Regions from separate parts of the Danio rerio genome. Here region 2 is linked to region 1. The links are chromatin contacts, called in public HiCAR-type maps. All regions are on one chromosome and are shown on one strand. Each heading gives the region's core, a stretch centred on a gene start, on an enhancer-like site or on the middle of the called end of the contact. The rest is flanking DNA. Distances are from core to core; before and after follow the strand shown. Region 1 overlaps plekha6 (pleckstrin homology domain containing, family A member 6). Region 2 holds the start of plekha6 (pleckstrin homology domain containing, family A member 6).

Region 1 (7,172 bases), core at 1,662-4,161:
TTCACATTTATTAAATGATTTAAAAAAAAAATAAACGCATTGGTGCAATTGAATAAATGTTGACTCAATAAATGTTGAATAAATGAAATATGAGTGAACTGTCTCTTTAAGAGGATGGTGCATTAAAGTTTATCACACTTCTCTCCCAAAAACTCTCTGACTGAACAGTCTTTAACAGTAAGTTATTTAGTAGTCAAATATCTCTGAATAACAGCATCCCACTGATTATAACTGACTGCTCATGTAGAAAACCTATGAGCTTAACATTACCTCTTCACATTATAATATTAACTCTAAGAATCATTCTATTAGTGACAGCTTGACAAATTAGCACCAAATAAATCATGTCACTTCAGTTTAACACACTTGACTTGGTCATGCTTCCTCACAAAACAGCGTCAAATACCTTTTACATTCTGCCAAACACCTCTGACTGCTGCACTTGATTTCTTTCCTTAAAGACACAGTTCACACAAAAATACAAATTCTGTACCCATCTTTCATTTTTTCCATCTGTTCAGCACAATAGTAATATATCCAAAAGTCTGTGTTTAATACTGTGGTTTACTTTAGCTGAATTTATTTATTAATGAATTAATTAATTTATTTATTATAAAAATATATAAATTATTATTATTTGGAAAACTGGGAACCAATAACTATCATACCAGTTTGTTTTTCTTTTCTTTTATGTAAGTCAATGGCTACCTGATTCCAATTTTTTTTGTGTTTGAAAGGTTTGGAACAATTTAATTAAAGTAAATAGAGAGTACAGTAAATGACGGCGAGAAAACAAAGAGTACATTTCAATTTTAGGTGAACTATCCCTTTAAAGATGCATTTGAAGCTTGGTTAAACTATAATGAAGGTTTAAATACTGTGTTAAAGTTAAACACATCTATAAAAATGCCAGCTCAGAGCCTTTTAGTAATAACCCGCGTGCACAGGAACAATGGCTTCACTATAAAATCAAATGCAAACAGTAAGCACAGATTCTTGCCAAGCCCAGAAATGAATCAATAGCGCAGGAGGGTTTGACAGTTTCCTCAGGGAGAGGTTCAATCAAACTAAACAAGGCTCTCTTTTGGCAGGTACAAAGGTACAAGAAGGACTTGCGACAGATTTTGTGCCAGATTTCTGTAAACTTCCACAATGCAAGCGGCAAAACTTAAGGCAAACTTTTGTTTTTGTCCTCTACTTCGAGTGACACACATGATCCTATCAGTTTCAGAAAAAATTTAAAGTATGCAAACAAAAAGCAGTAAGTAGACAGGAAATGAGTGCTCTTATTAGGGATGTCCTGATTTTTTGTTCTTTTAGGGGTGGGGGGTAAAATATGAGTAATTTAACATTGAGTGTCTGCAGATACTGAGTTTCAATCTGATACTTTTTGTTAGTGCTCTATGACTGCATTATTACCGTGATTTGTACAAGACATGTCACTCGTATGTTTTTGAATTGGGAAAAGTGTAACGAATAATCATTAATCCCTATATGGCGAATAAATCCCGCCCTCTAGTAGAGGAGGCAGTCACTAGATGTGAGTATCTTCAGATTTTGTGTGATTTGGATGTGTATAAATTAAACTACAGAGAGAGTTGTTTAATTTCATTGGTGATTCCTGATATGAAATTCAATTGTAAACTTGGCAAGCAGTTTTTAAGAATTTGATGTTTTCCCATTTAGACAGAGTGCCTGATCATACTGCCCGAGAGGTGTTTCAAAGATGGCTGCCGAGTGAAATGATTTGCCTTAAAGGGACTTTGTCTGTACTCTAACAACTTTTTTAATTCGAAAAGTTTAAAATAGAATTTGAGCTCTTTAGTACTTTGATCTGATATATTATCTGGGTTGGTCCTGTAAGAAACAAAACTAAACTGACAAAACGTAAAATACTAAACATATGCTAAAACATATGCTGGATAAGTTGGCTGTTCATTTCATTGTGGCAACTCCTGATGAATAAAGGGATTAAGCCAAAGGAAAATGAATGAATGAATGATTTATTGTTTTTTTTCTATGTATTTGGTTTCAAACTAACAAAAATGTCCATTAAATCACTTTGTTAGACTAAGTTACATTTTTAACATAAAACAATTTAAATCAAAGATTAAGACAATGTAATGCCAAAAATGAAAATGAAAATGAAAACTGAAAATACTCAAATTTGCTTAAGAAAAGTTAAGAAAAATTACATATTGAAAAAAAAAACATAAAAAAAACCTAAGAAAACATCTTCATCAATTTGACAACACAAATGCACACAAATTCCCACAATATAAATATTTTTGGGGACAACAAAAGTGACAAACCCGACTTATGTTTCATTTAACGTCAGTTAAATTCATCAGATTATTAGAGCTAAAATATTTAAACAACAAATAACCAAGAAGATAAAAGAATAAAAAAACTCACCTCTCATGTCTCAGACAACAGTTAAACAGAAAGCAGTTGGTTTTATATATTTTTATTTTTTAACTTTTTGGGGTCCCCTAACACATTTCCATTGCAGTCTGTGTTGTGAGTTTTTGGTGATTTTTGCAGTGCATCTGAGCTCCTTTGGCCATCTTTGAAAATGAAGCAGAACACTTGTTAATAAAAAAAATAAATGTTTATTTTGTCGATAATTTTGACTCATACAGTATATTTTTGGCTTTTCCTACCAACATAAGACTGTGGTCTAGGGTCACATATATGTACATTTGTACTGTAAATTATTGTATAGTAGCATAAACAAGCCCTGCTCAACAGGTTTTGTCTTGTCAATTAACTAACTGTCCTATGAAACAGTTAACTATTAAATGGTATGAAACTGTAGTTGGCACGCCCTGCAATGACTAGTAGTGGAGTTTGTCATTGTTTAAAAGGCTAATTGAAAGGATTGGCACTGGGGAAAATGCTTAATTACAACATTATATTTTTATGGTCAGGTTATTATAGCTTCCAGTCAGTGTCATGTTTCATCATTTAAAAACACACCCTGTATGTTTCATCAAACGTTGGTGACTGTTTTAGTAATAAGAGGTTGTGTCATCAGCTTATTAGCAATAAATGCCTTTGAAATGACAAAATGTCACCATGTATTTTAAATGTTGGTGCTGAAAATGTTGCTAAAGTCATTTTTGTATATATTTTGTTGTTATAATGTCTACTAGTAGTTTATCTGCCTTTGTTTTAGGTTATGTCATATGATATAATACAGTATACATGAATACAGTAATATAATTGATAAGAATTTGATTTTACAAGGATGTATTTTATTAATATTATTAATATTTATAATAATAATGCATTTTTACATTGTAAAAAAAAGAAATAAGTATATATATATATATATATATATATATATATATATATATATATATATATATATATATATATATATATATATATATATATATATATATATTATTTATATTAAGCAGTTAACAATAAAATAAACTTTTATTTAATAATTTCTTTGTAGCTGTTTACACTGAATCAAAACAGTCAACACTTGCTCACAGATTACACTATACTGTTCTCTATTGCCCCCGTGTGGTGAATTTGTTTTACTGCAGTGTTTTTTCAAACCGGTTATTCTGTCTAGCTGTATTCACGCAAAGGTTTTACATTTTCAGGTTTCATACTATTTTTTAATATAATAAATCACTGAGCAAAGTCACATTTATACTAACTGCTATTTTTCCCCAGGATATTAATACACACTATGATCACTCTTTTACTATAAACATGTCCATTAGTCATCCTTATGTAGTGTTTTCTCCTCTGTTTCCAATATCTCTGAGGGCCCCTGAGTGACTTTTCTCCATTGTGTCGTTGAGCCACATTTAGTAGGTATTTCCGAGCACCTCTCTTTGCTCCTGCATCTGCATGACAAGATCAGATTCACCTGTCTGCGTTTCTAACATGAGCATGAATAATGGGGACAGAAGTAAATAAGTATCTTTAAATGCCTGCATACATTTGGTTAAATTGATTATCAATCATTAAATAAAGTAAATCCATAGGTCATTTTAGATCAGTTAATGATTTAATTATATTTGTACATTTAGTTATTATATTTCTGAATCTAATCTGCATGTCCTAGACAATATTTATTTTATTAAATCTTGCACAGATGTTCCCCGGTATATTCATGGACTTTAAATAAAAAATAAGACATTGCATGACTGATTTATTTGATTGCACTTTCTTAAAAAAGACCTTAATTGGAGAGTTCACCAAAAACGTTGTCATTTACTCACACTTCACTCGTTCCAAAACTTATTTTACTTTCCTTTTTCTGTTGAACACAAAGAAGATATTTTGGAGAAAGCTGAAAACTGGTTCTAATTGACTTCCATTGTAGTTGTTTTGCTACTATGAAAGATTATGGACACTGATTTTCAGCTTTCTTCGTTCAACAGATTAAAGAATAAAGAATAAAGGATCTGCCTAAAGGTACAAAAATAGTAAATACCCAGGTGAAAAAAAGTTCTTAAGTTCTTAAGTTGTACTTTTTTGGACGTAATTATCATATTTTAATTGTAGTATACTATAAGTGAATATTACATGTGTTATTTTTAAACATATTAATTGTTATTTTATATATACTTAAGATTAACTTTAAGCTATTTGAAATATGTTGTGTTAAAATAGACATACTTTAAGTTCAATTAAAGTGTATTTTATTTAAAGTACATTTAAATGATACATTTGAAACACAGTTAAAGTATATTTTAAACACAGATGAAATATTTTTTAAGTTCAGATTAAGTGTATTTTTAGCCCAGCTGCAGTGCATTTTAAAACCAATTAAAGTATAATATAAGCCCAGTTGAAGGATACTTTAAGTTCAGATGAAGTATAATTTAGGCACAGCTGAAGTGCGTTTTAAAACTGGTTAAAGTATTGTTTAAGCTCAGTGGGGAAACTTTTTAAGCCTAGTAGAAAAATATTTTAAGCTTCACAGTAACTGTTATTACTATACTTACTATACATTTGCAGAGTATTACAAGACCTACTTTATTTTAACAATAATTAACAAAATCATTCAGAACAATGTATTTGATATAAAAGTATGCTGTAAAAGTACAATACAAACACAAATAACTGCACAGTTTTTGAATGCTTGAAAACTGTAATTTTCAACTTTTTCAATTGACAATGCACATTGTACAACAGTGTGAAGTAAAATATTTAAAAATACAGGCTTGAGCACATGCTCATTTGCAGCTTGCATTTGCATTTAAAATATGTTTCGTTATGTCTAAAAAAATAACATGCATATACTTAAAACACTCAAATTGGCACCATTTCACAATGTTCTTATACAAAGTACACATAAAACATACTTTAAGAAAGAATAAAATTAGTGTGTTCTCTGTAAATGCATTAAAATGTATAAATAGTTCATAATTGAGTTCTAGCATATGTTTTAAAAGTGCAGTTATGCATATTTTTTATCAATGTACTTGTAGCATACTTTATAATAAATACATTAATATGCAAACCAACACATTTAGAATGCTCTTTTAGTATGTTATTTGTGCCAATTGTTCTTTAAACATACTATCTACATTTCATGTACATTTGTAATATATATTTAAGAGCACTTCTTTTTCACCTGGGTAAACTATCCCTTTAAGTTGTATGAAAACAAAATATGTTGTATAAGTTTATTCACCCCAAAATAAAATCCATTGTTTACTCACCCTCATGACATTCATCTTCAAAATGAAGATATTTGTTGTTAAAATAGTTATTTCAGTCTCTTGTTGAAGTCTGTTCACCCAAAATTGATGTTTGATGCTTCAAAATGTTCATAAAAACCAAACATATATGTTTTAAAGAAATATTTCATGGCAACAAAACTTGAACATAAAAAGAAGCTCAAACACACCAGAATTACACACCAAAACAAACCTTATTGGTTCTTTCAGAAGCCATGTGACAAAACATGCCATGTGACAGATACAATTGAATCTCATTGGATCTAATATGTAATAATTTGAATGCTGCAATGTTTACAAAGTATATGCCAATTAAAGTCTAAATTAAATCTGTTCATTATAAAAAGTCATTGTGTCAAATCGGCAGATTTGAAATAAACCACTCGCTGTATATGGATCAATTTTTTGAGCTTCATAAGTGTCATTAGGGGAAACAGACTTTTCAATGGATGGACAAATGTATTTATTTATTTTCCTGAGAGTGAGTAAATAATGACAAAAAGTAATTAATAACCTACTATTATGACAAAAATAATTCAGGCTGTTTTACCTGTGCAATGTTTTGCATGAGCTCTGCTGGGTGCTTTGCATGCTCTGTTGTTCGTGTGATATCAGGTTTACAGCTACACACACTTGCACAATGAGAATGACTGGAGGACAGTGCATAATTTTCTCTTTCTCTCTTTCTTTCTGTTGCAGGTGTGGTGCGAAACAGAGGAAGAGGAGGAGGAGGAAGAGGAAAGTGAGGATTTAAAGGGCAGTATTGCGTTCTGTTTGCAGGTTGAGCACGCAGGAACTCGTACTTATTACTTCAGTGCAGACAGCCAGAAAGAGCAGGAGGAGTGGATCCAAGCCATGAGTGAGGCTGCAAGGGTCCACATCCCAACTACACCCAGGTACACACGCATGCACACTTACAGTACACACATTTATGATAAAACTCATTTTGCCACAATATCAACTGGGATGATCAAGTCATTTTCTATGCAGTGCAAATGCATAAATTATAATTAAAAATAATTATATATACTTTTATAATTAAATTAAAAAAGTTATTATATTGTTTTATTGGGAGTCAAACAGTATTCAAGTACAGAAATTGAACAATCAAAATAACATGGCCATCAGTATGTACAAATAATTGGTATAAATATGAAAAGTAAGTAAAAATAATCAAAAATGTATTATTTAGTATTATGTTTATGATGTATTATGCAATGTGACTATTGCAGATACAAACATATTAATATTGATGCTCAAATTATATATTATATAGTTCTAATACATACTTATACACACAGAACCTGGTTTTTGCTTGTATAAAAGGCTTGACATGACAAAAATGGAATAATTGGGCTCAAATGGATTCTGTTATCATTTACTCAGCCTCCACTTGTTTCAAACCTGTTTGTGTTTCTTTATTCTGTTGCACTCAAAAGAAGAATAAAGCAATTGACA
Region 2 (7,172 bases), core at 2,478-4,977, 130 kb before region 1:
ATTTTGTACAACATTCTGTGCAGAAATAACAAAAACTGTTTGCAGATTCTGTGTGGCCCTGACCTTCTGGGACAGAATAAACTCGGACCACAATCTGCCCATGTGTTTCTACCTGGTTACTGTAGTGTATAGCATAACAGTTTAACACAAGATGGCGCTGTATACACTTGTTAAAAGGCCTAGTGATGAGGGTTGTTCTTTAAAGAACAAAATGTGAAAGAACAACTTTTGCGGGATGCGTTTGCAGCTGCTTTTATGGTTCATGATGCATATAAGTTACTCTTGTGGAAAAAGAGAGCGATTTGGGGCGTTTTGGCCTTTCATAAAGTGTTTATGTTTTTATTTTATTTTTTTAAACCACCCATAATACATTTTTAAGCATTTCTTTTATAGCTTTTTTTAGATAAATTAATTTGTTTAAAGTTTATTCAGTTACAGTGCATATTTATAAGGGTTGATTTCTGAAAATGGATAAAGTTTATCCCTTTTTATAATCTTATGGGTTTTATGAAGGGATTTGTTCATACACAATTTGCCTGATTATCAACATTTATTCTATTGAAAACTGTAAAAATGGTGGTTTTGATATATTGAGTGATAAAAAGAGATTTCCTGAAAATCTTTGACTATAATGTGTCAAAAAAAGAACAAATTCTGAATCTGACTTAATCCAATTTATTTAAAATAAATTATCAAAAAATCTAATTTGCACATTTAAACATGACATTTCAGAAAACATTTAATAAATTAAATAAATGTTTCAATTCTCAATGTAACAGTCAGCTGGAGATGTGTGATGATAACTATTCTTCACCTGTAGTGTCTCGTCTTAAATGTTACGTAAACTTTCAATCAGCAGAACTTGTTCTGGATTTAGACAAATATTTGCTTCATAATCACCTTTAAGCCTGTCTGGTTTGCAAAGAGGCAACGTGCAGTGTAATGACAGTAATTGTCTGTGTTTGTTTGCATGTGTGTACATGTGTAAGAGCTCATCTGATGTGTTTATGGGTGTGTGTATGTGTGTGTATCGTCTCTGAGATGTGTCTGATACAGTTGTGAGAGTGTGGAATGTGAGGTATTAGACTAGATTAAATCCAGATGGAGATTCAGCTGCTGAAATATGAGCATCATCACCTGCCACTGACTCTCAGACCACTGTACTTCAAAAGCATTTCACAGACAGACAGACAGACAGACAGACAGACAGACAGACAGACAGACAGACAGACAGACAGAAAGTTACAGAAAAATGAACACAGTTTTTAATTATAAAATTATTTCCTGAAGCAAACACATACTGTTTATTACATTACATTTTCATGTTATGCAGTTTCTTTGATGGATTCTTAAATAAATTGATTCAAAAGTGCATTAATATTACAAATTTACTTTCAAACATTATAAAAAAAATTAAAAATATACAGTAAACATAATTCTAAAATAGAAAATAGGAATTTCAAAAGATAACACATTATTCTGATGTTATGGAGTTAAAATTAATATTAATATTATTAATTTTATAATAAAATTATAAAAATTTCTTCCTTTTACATTACTTTTTTATTTCCAGACACCTTGGGCCTGTTCCAGTAAGGAGGTTAAGCTACGGTCAATTCTGTCGTATGCCGCTGAAGGTTTGGACGCGGCACGTCAAAACAAAAACAAAAAAATAAGCATGAGGCGTTTTTTTAAATATGGCGCTTTTACGCCTGACGTTTTGTGCGTTGGTGTTGGCGTCAAACGTCGACGAAACTCAAACAAAACATCTCAGTGTGCACGGGCCTTAAGGCTAAGGCGAAACGGCCCTGCTTTCTTGAGTATGACAAACCTGCCATTTTAAAATGCAAAACCCCAAATTTCTTTCTCCTTTCTCTTTTCTTAAACGGGGCCCAGGTCCAGTAGCAACAAAAGACTAACAGAACAATACAAACCACACAATATACATCAAAAAACACAGTGACTAATTACAGTAATTCTAGGATTTATCAACAACATTAAAATGCTATTTTGAGAATTCTACAGTCTACAACAGTTAATAGCTTGACTTCTAGTTGATCATTTGGTATCAGAAGTTGTTTATATAAAAAAGACAAATACCTCTAGATCACGCTTATTTTACCAAAATAACATTTGATCATGCCTTGATTTTAAATTATTTAATTAGGACAGCAAAGTCTAACTTTGCTTAGACAAAAGTCTTGTCATTTATCAGAAATATTGTACAGTATAGAATATGAAACCATGGTGCAGTGCAAAAAGAATTAATATTGTGTATGACTCCCATGAGCTTGGACGATCACATCCATACATCTCTGCAATGACTCATATTACTTATTGATAACGTCATCTGGAATGGCAAAGAAAGCATTCTTGCAGGACTCTCAGAGTTCATAAAGATTCTTTAAAATTATCATCAATGCCTCAATAATGTTCATGTCTGGTGACTGGGCTGGCCAATCCTGACCTTTTTTGCTTTCAGCAACTTTGCTAATATATGAGAAGGAGTGCTATTCTGCTGAAGAATTTGCCCTCTCCTGTGGTATGTAATGTAAATAGCAGCACAAATGTCTTGGCACCTCAGGCTGCTGATGCTGCCATCCACGTTGCAGCTCTCTCGCACTCCCCAATACTGAATGTAAGCCCAAACCATGATTTTTCCTTCACTAAACTTGACTGATTTCTGTGAGAATCTTGGGTCCATGCTGGTTCCAATATGTCTCCTGCAGTATTTGTGATGATTGGGATGCAGTTCAACAGATTATTCATTGTAAAAATATACCTTCTGCCACTTTTCCAAACAACCAACTAGAAGTCAAGTTATTATTTGTTGCTTTTACAACTGGGATCGACGACAAGACTTTTGTCAGGTGTCCATTTAAATTTGATCAATAACAATAATAATAATAATAATATTTTTAGTAATACTATTTTTTTATTAGCTACACATCAGTGAATACATTGAAATATGGATAATTATTTATGTGGATAGGTGATACAGGGTGGTGTGAATATGTAAAAATGATAAACATTTTGCCATTTTAAAAGAAAATTATTTAGGATTTTTTTTTTACTTTCACATCAAATGAGATGTACCACAAAGAAAATGTAATTTTAAAAACTAATGTATTGCTTCAAAATCTTTAAAAAATAACAAAAAAAAAATTAAGGAAATAAAAACATAGACAATATATTGCTTTTAATTTTATCATTATTATCATTTAATATTATATATACATAATAATAATAATAATAATAATATATCAACCAACAGTGTAGGGAATAAAAAAGAAAGAAATTCAACAAATTATCTATTGAGGTGTTTGTCCTTATATGTCCATTCAGAAGGGGTTAATCCACTGCTCTAAGCCAGGAAACACCTGTGCCATTGGTGGGCTTCTTGCTGGGGGTGGGCTATGAGAGATTACGCTCTGATTTCTCCCTCTTTCTTTAATTAAACAGAAATAAAGGAGCATCAGCTGCAACAGCACCACCCACTGCTTCACTTCGCACTGTACCATCAACATAATCATTCTCCATCCATCCATCCTCTATCCTCCATCTCCTTCCCCCACTCCATTCTCCAGCCAGCGATGATTGACAGCTGCGAGCGGGTCACGTGACTCCTAAATACCCAGGGATTTGCAGCGAGCATGCTCCATACTGTCCCTCCTCCCGCCTCCGTCACTCCCTCCTTTATCCATCCTTTCCTGAAAAGGGGATGCTGTTATTGTAGCATCTCGCCGTCACTGCCTGCACCAGCCGGTCCTGTTGTTGTTTGTTGTTGTGCTCTGTAGCATTGCATCCGAAAGGACAACTATCCATATTTCTCCCATATCTTATGTTTAGTATAAATAGTGTGTTTGGAGACATATCAAGAAGATACAAACACTGTCAAGCAAGGAGATTTCAGCAGATTTCTGGTAAGTGCTCATGCTTTTCTTTTTAGAGAACAATAATAACACTATATTAAATGATTGAAACACACACACACACACACATATATATATATATATATATATATATATATATATATATATATATATATATATATATATATATATATATATATATATATATACACACACACAAACACACACACACACACACAAATGCATTATTCAATAAATATTTATACTGTTTCATTCGTTTACGCAGCATCTCTCATTTTCGAGCACATTCACACACTTATGATTAATTCATATGAGAAGTTTTCAGAGTCAATATTTAATATGTACAGTACGTCCCGTCCAAGCTGCTGGACGTTTTGCTCTGGTTGGTCCCGCTCAGGCAGATGCATCATTTTTTTTGGGGTGTTGTCCGTTGTTCCAGATGCATGTGTGTCAGCAGATGGGCTTTGAGCTTGTGTTTTCCCCCCCTAGAGTGTCGCCACCTGTCTGTGTTTGAGTCTCTTTTGCCTCTGTATGTCTTTTTTGCACCTCAGTCAATGCTGGGTTTGTTCCTATGAAGCGGCGTCCAGAATGCAGAACATCCCAGCAAATCTGCAACAGACTGAGCTTTTGCCAGGGCAGAGCTTTTTGGATGAACCGCACACAGATTGAGAGGATAAACTCAAATGACTCCAGCAGGCATCCTGTTTAGCGCCTGCTTGTTGTGTAATCGATTTCTGCGGTGGCTTGAATGATTTTTTTATTCCAAACACTAAAGCATGCTGGCATTCCCGACCAATCAGATCTGCGTTTTCCTGGATTAAATGGCGTTTGTGGTGAAGCAAGTGTGTTTTTGTACAGGAAAATGAATGAATGCGGTGTTTTTCGCCCAAAAGAGCTGCATCTGTTCTGGAAGCACACTGGCTCTCTGTCTCTGGTGTGTGTGTTTGTGTTGCCACTAGCTCTGCTCTGTTTATCTGCCATGTGATTGGTTTGTGCAAAGGATATGGGCTTTTGTCTGTGATTCTCATTGGTCGGAGCATGTAGGATCTGTGTTGATGGCTGGTAATGCTGTGAAAAAAGGAGGAAAATGTGCATCAGGCTCTTGTATACATCTGCTTGACTTTGTGATGCAGTGCTGGTACCCTGAGCGAATACTGAGTAGTGATGGAATGCAGTACTTCTAGAACCTGTTACTGCACAGTTTGAGGTGCATTAAAGAGATAGTTCACCCAAAAATGAACATTTGTGGTTAATTTATTCACCACCATAGAAGTAAATAAAGTAATGAATTACTAATTACATCATTAAGTTTCTTCACATTATTTTTATAATTATTTTTGAAAATTAGGCGACAGAGTGGCGCAGTAGGTAGTGCTGTCGCCTCACAGCAAGAAGGTCACTGGTTCGAGCCTAGGCTGGGTCATTTGGCGTTTCTGTGAAGAGTTTGCATGTTCTCCCTGCGTTCGAGTGGGTTTCCTCCAGGTGCTTCGGTTTCCCCCACAGTCCAAAGACATGCGGTATAGGTGAATTGGGTAAGCTAAATTTTCCATAGTTTATGAGTGTGAATAAGTTTGTATGTATGTTTTCCAGAGACAGGTGTCCGCTGCGCAAAACATTTGCTGGATAAGTTGGCGGTTTTTTCCGCTGTGGCGACCCTGGATCAATAAAGGGACTAAGCCGAAAAGAAAGTAAATGAATGAATATTTTAAAAAATTAATTTAGTTACTCTGTAAGAAATGTAATAACTTGACCCAATATTATTTAAAATCTATCTATAAATTGCAGTACATACTCTTAATTTGTTATAACAAACATTGTAGCTTTTAGCTGTGTAAAAGAGCCCCTATTATGCATTAAAAAGGGTCATGTTGTGGTATTGGGGTTGTCCAACAATGGTCTGATATGCATGCAAGGTCAAAAACACTTTTGGTGTCTTATAATATGCATTTATTTTTACCTAATTATCCCAACTACTCCCATATGATTTGTTCTGGGATTCATTTGTTCCCAAACCCCTGCTTAGCGCGATGCTAATCTGCGCTGATTGGTCTGACTACCCAGTCTGTTGTGATTGTTCGACTGCATTCAGCGTGAGACAGAGAGAAATGCTCACCATGGCTTATCAACAGATTTGAAGTAATCAGAGTGCAGAGTGTATGTGTGAGCCCAATACAGGAGTGCAATAAAGTAATGCAGTTCAACACTAGCTTATTGCTCTATTTATAACCATGACACAAATTCAGTATTAACCCACACACTGGCTAAAGCGGAACTATTTTGAAACCTGACCACCGCACGTATGTAGAAATAGCTGACGGTGACCATAGCAATGACAAATGGCAGTGGATCGCGAGCTCACAAATGCATTTAAATCTGTAAACGTGTCACGTTTTCAACGTGGTTTTAGACGTGAAATGTGAATATAAAGAGCTAACCGTATAAGTGGTTAACAGCAACAAAACACAATTAAATACATAATTTGCAAGCTACTGAAAACAAGGAGGCAGTAACCATTTTAATCACACTTAAGTTACTTACACGTGTGAAATGGAGGAAGAAACTTATCCATGAACTGTGGACTGTAAAGCTTCTGTCAAGCTCTGACAAAGTCCCATGCATCAATAGTCTTTTCTGATCCTTCAATAAACGGCCAATTAATTCCCCATTGTAAACGTGTAGATTGCTGAAGCACTCGTCAGAAAAATGACTGGAACACAGCAGAAGGCTGGGGTTATAATGCTGTGGTATTTTTGCAAAAATAAACTTCAACTACTGACTCTTCACAGCCTTATCTTTGGGTAGGGTAAATGGAGCTTTGTATGGTTACAGTAGAACCACTGAAGACATATGGACAGTTATGACAATGTTATTGATTTTTTTTTCTGGTCTTTGAATGTCTCAGGACAATTGGAGGATGAGGGAGCTCTCTGATGTCATGTAAAATACCTAAATTTGTCTTTTGAAGATGACCGAATGTCTCTGGGAATTGAAGGATGAGTAATTTATAACAGAATTTTCATTTCATGTGAACTTGGTGGACCCATCATTTTCATTTTGCAAAAATGTTAGGTAGACACATATTCATTAGACTAAATAAAAAAGTGAGTCGTGTAAAACATCATAAATCAATTAATTTTTGCAGAGTTGCAGTAATTCTTAGTGGTCTTACCACAGAAAATACCACTGGCTCCATTGTTCTTGCATTTACATTTTCAGCACTGTAGCAAATCAAAGTCTTGGCAGTATAACAATAAAATATACAGTGTGCACTGCTACATA

The links. HiCAR-type assays count read pairs that join an accessible place to other places.
Region 2: a contact with region 1 is called in a HiCAR-type map of caudal fin, with 9 times the contacts expected there. The contact joins the promoter of plekha6 here to the enhancer-like site in region 1. A contact is called at or near these places in 7 of 18 Hi-C or Micro-C datasets (caudal fin, embryo, fibroblasts and 2 more) and 2 of 4 datasets of contacts at active chromatin or transcription factors (caudal fin and embryo).

Annotation. Positions count from the first base shown.
Region 1 is chr11:25,472,135-25,479,306 of GRCz12tu, reverse strand. plekha6 (pleckstrin homology domain containing, family A member 6) reads left to right here. Exons shown (of 25, transcript XM_073916723.1): 8 at 6,495-6,610. Among named protein-coding and RNA genes, the nearest start is that of golt1a, 58 kb to the right of the region's middle. Within about 2 kb of position 2,911, at least 2 of the 62 cell types and tissues checked have an H3K27ac peak or open chromatin away from gene starts, as enhancers often do. A contact at or near this core is called in caudal fin, where this site is marked.
Region 2 is chr11:25,605,960-25,613,131 of GRCz12tu, reverse strand. It overlaps plekha6 (pleckstrin homology domain containing, family A member 6), which reads left to right and starts at 3,727. Exons shown (of 25, transcript XM_073916723.1): 1 at 3,727-3,923.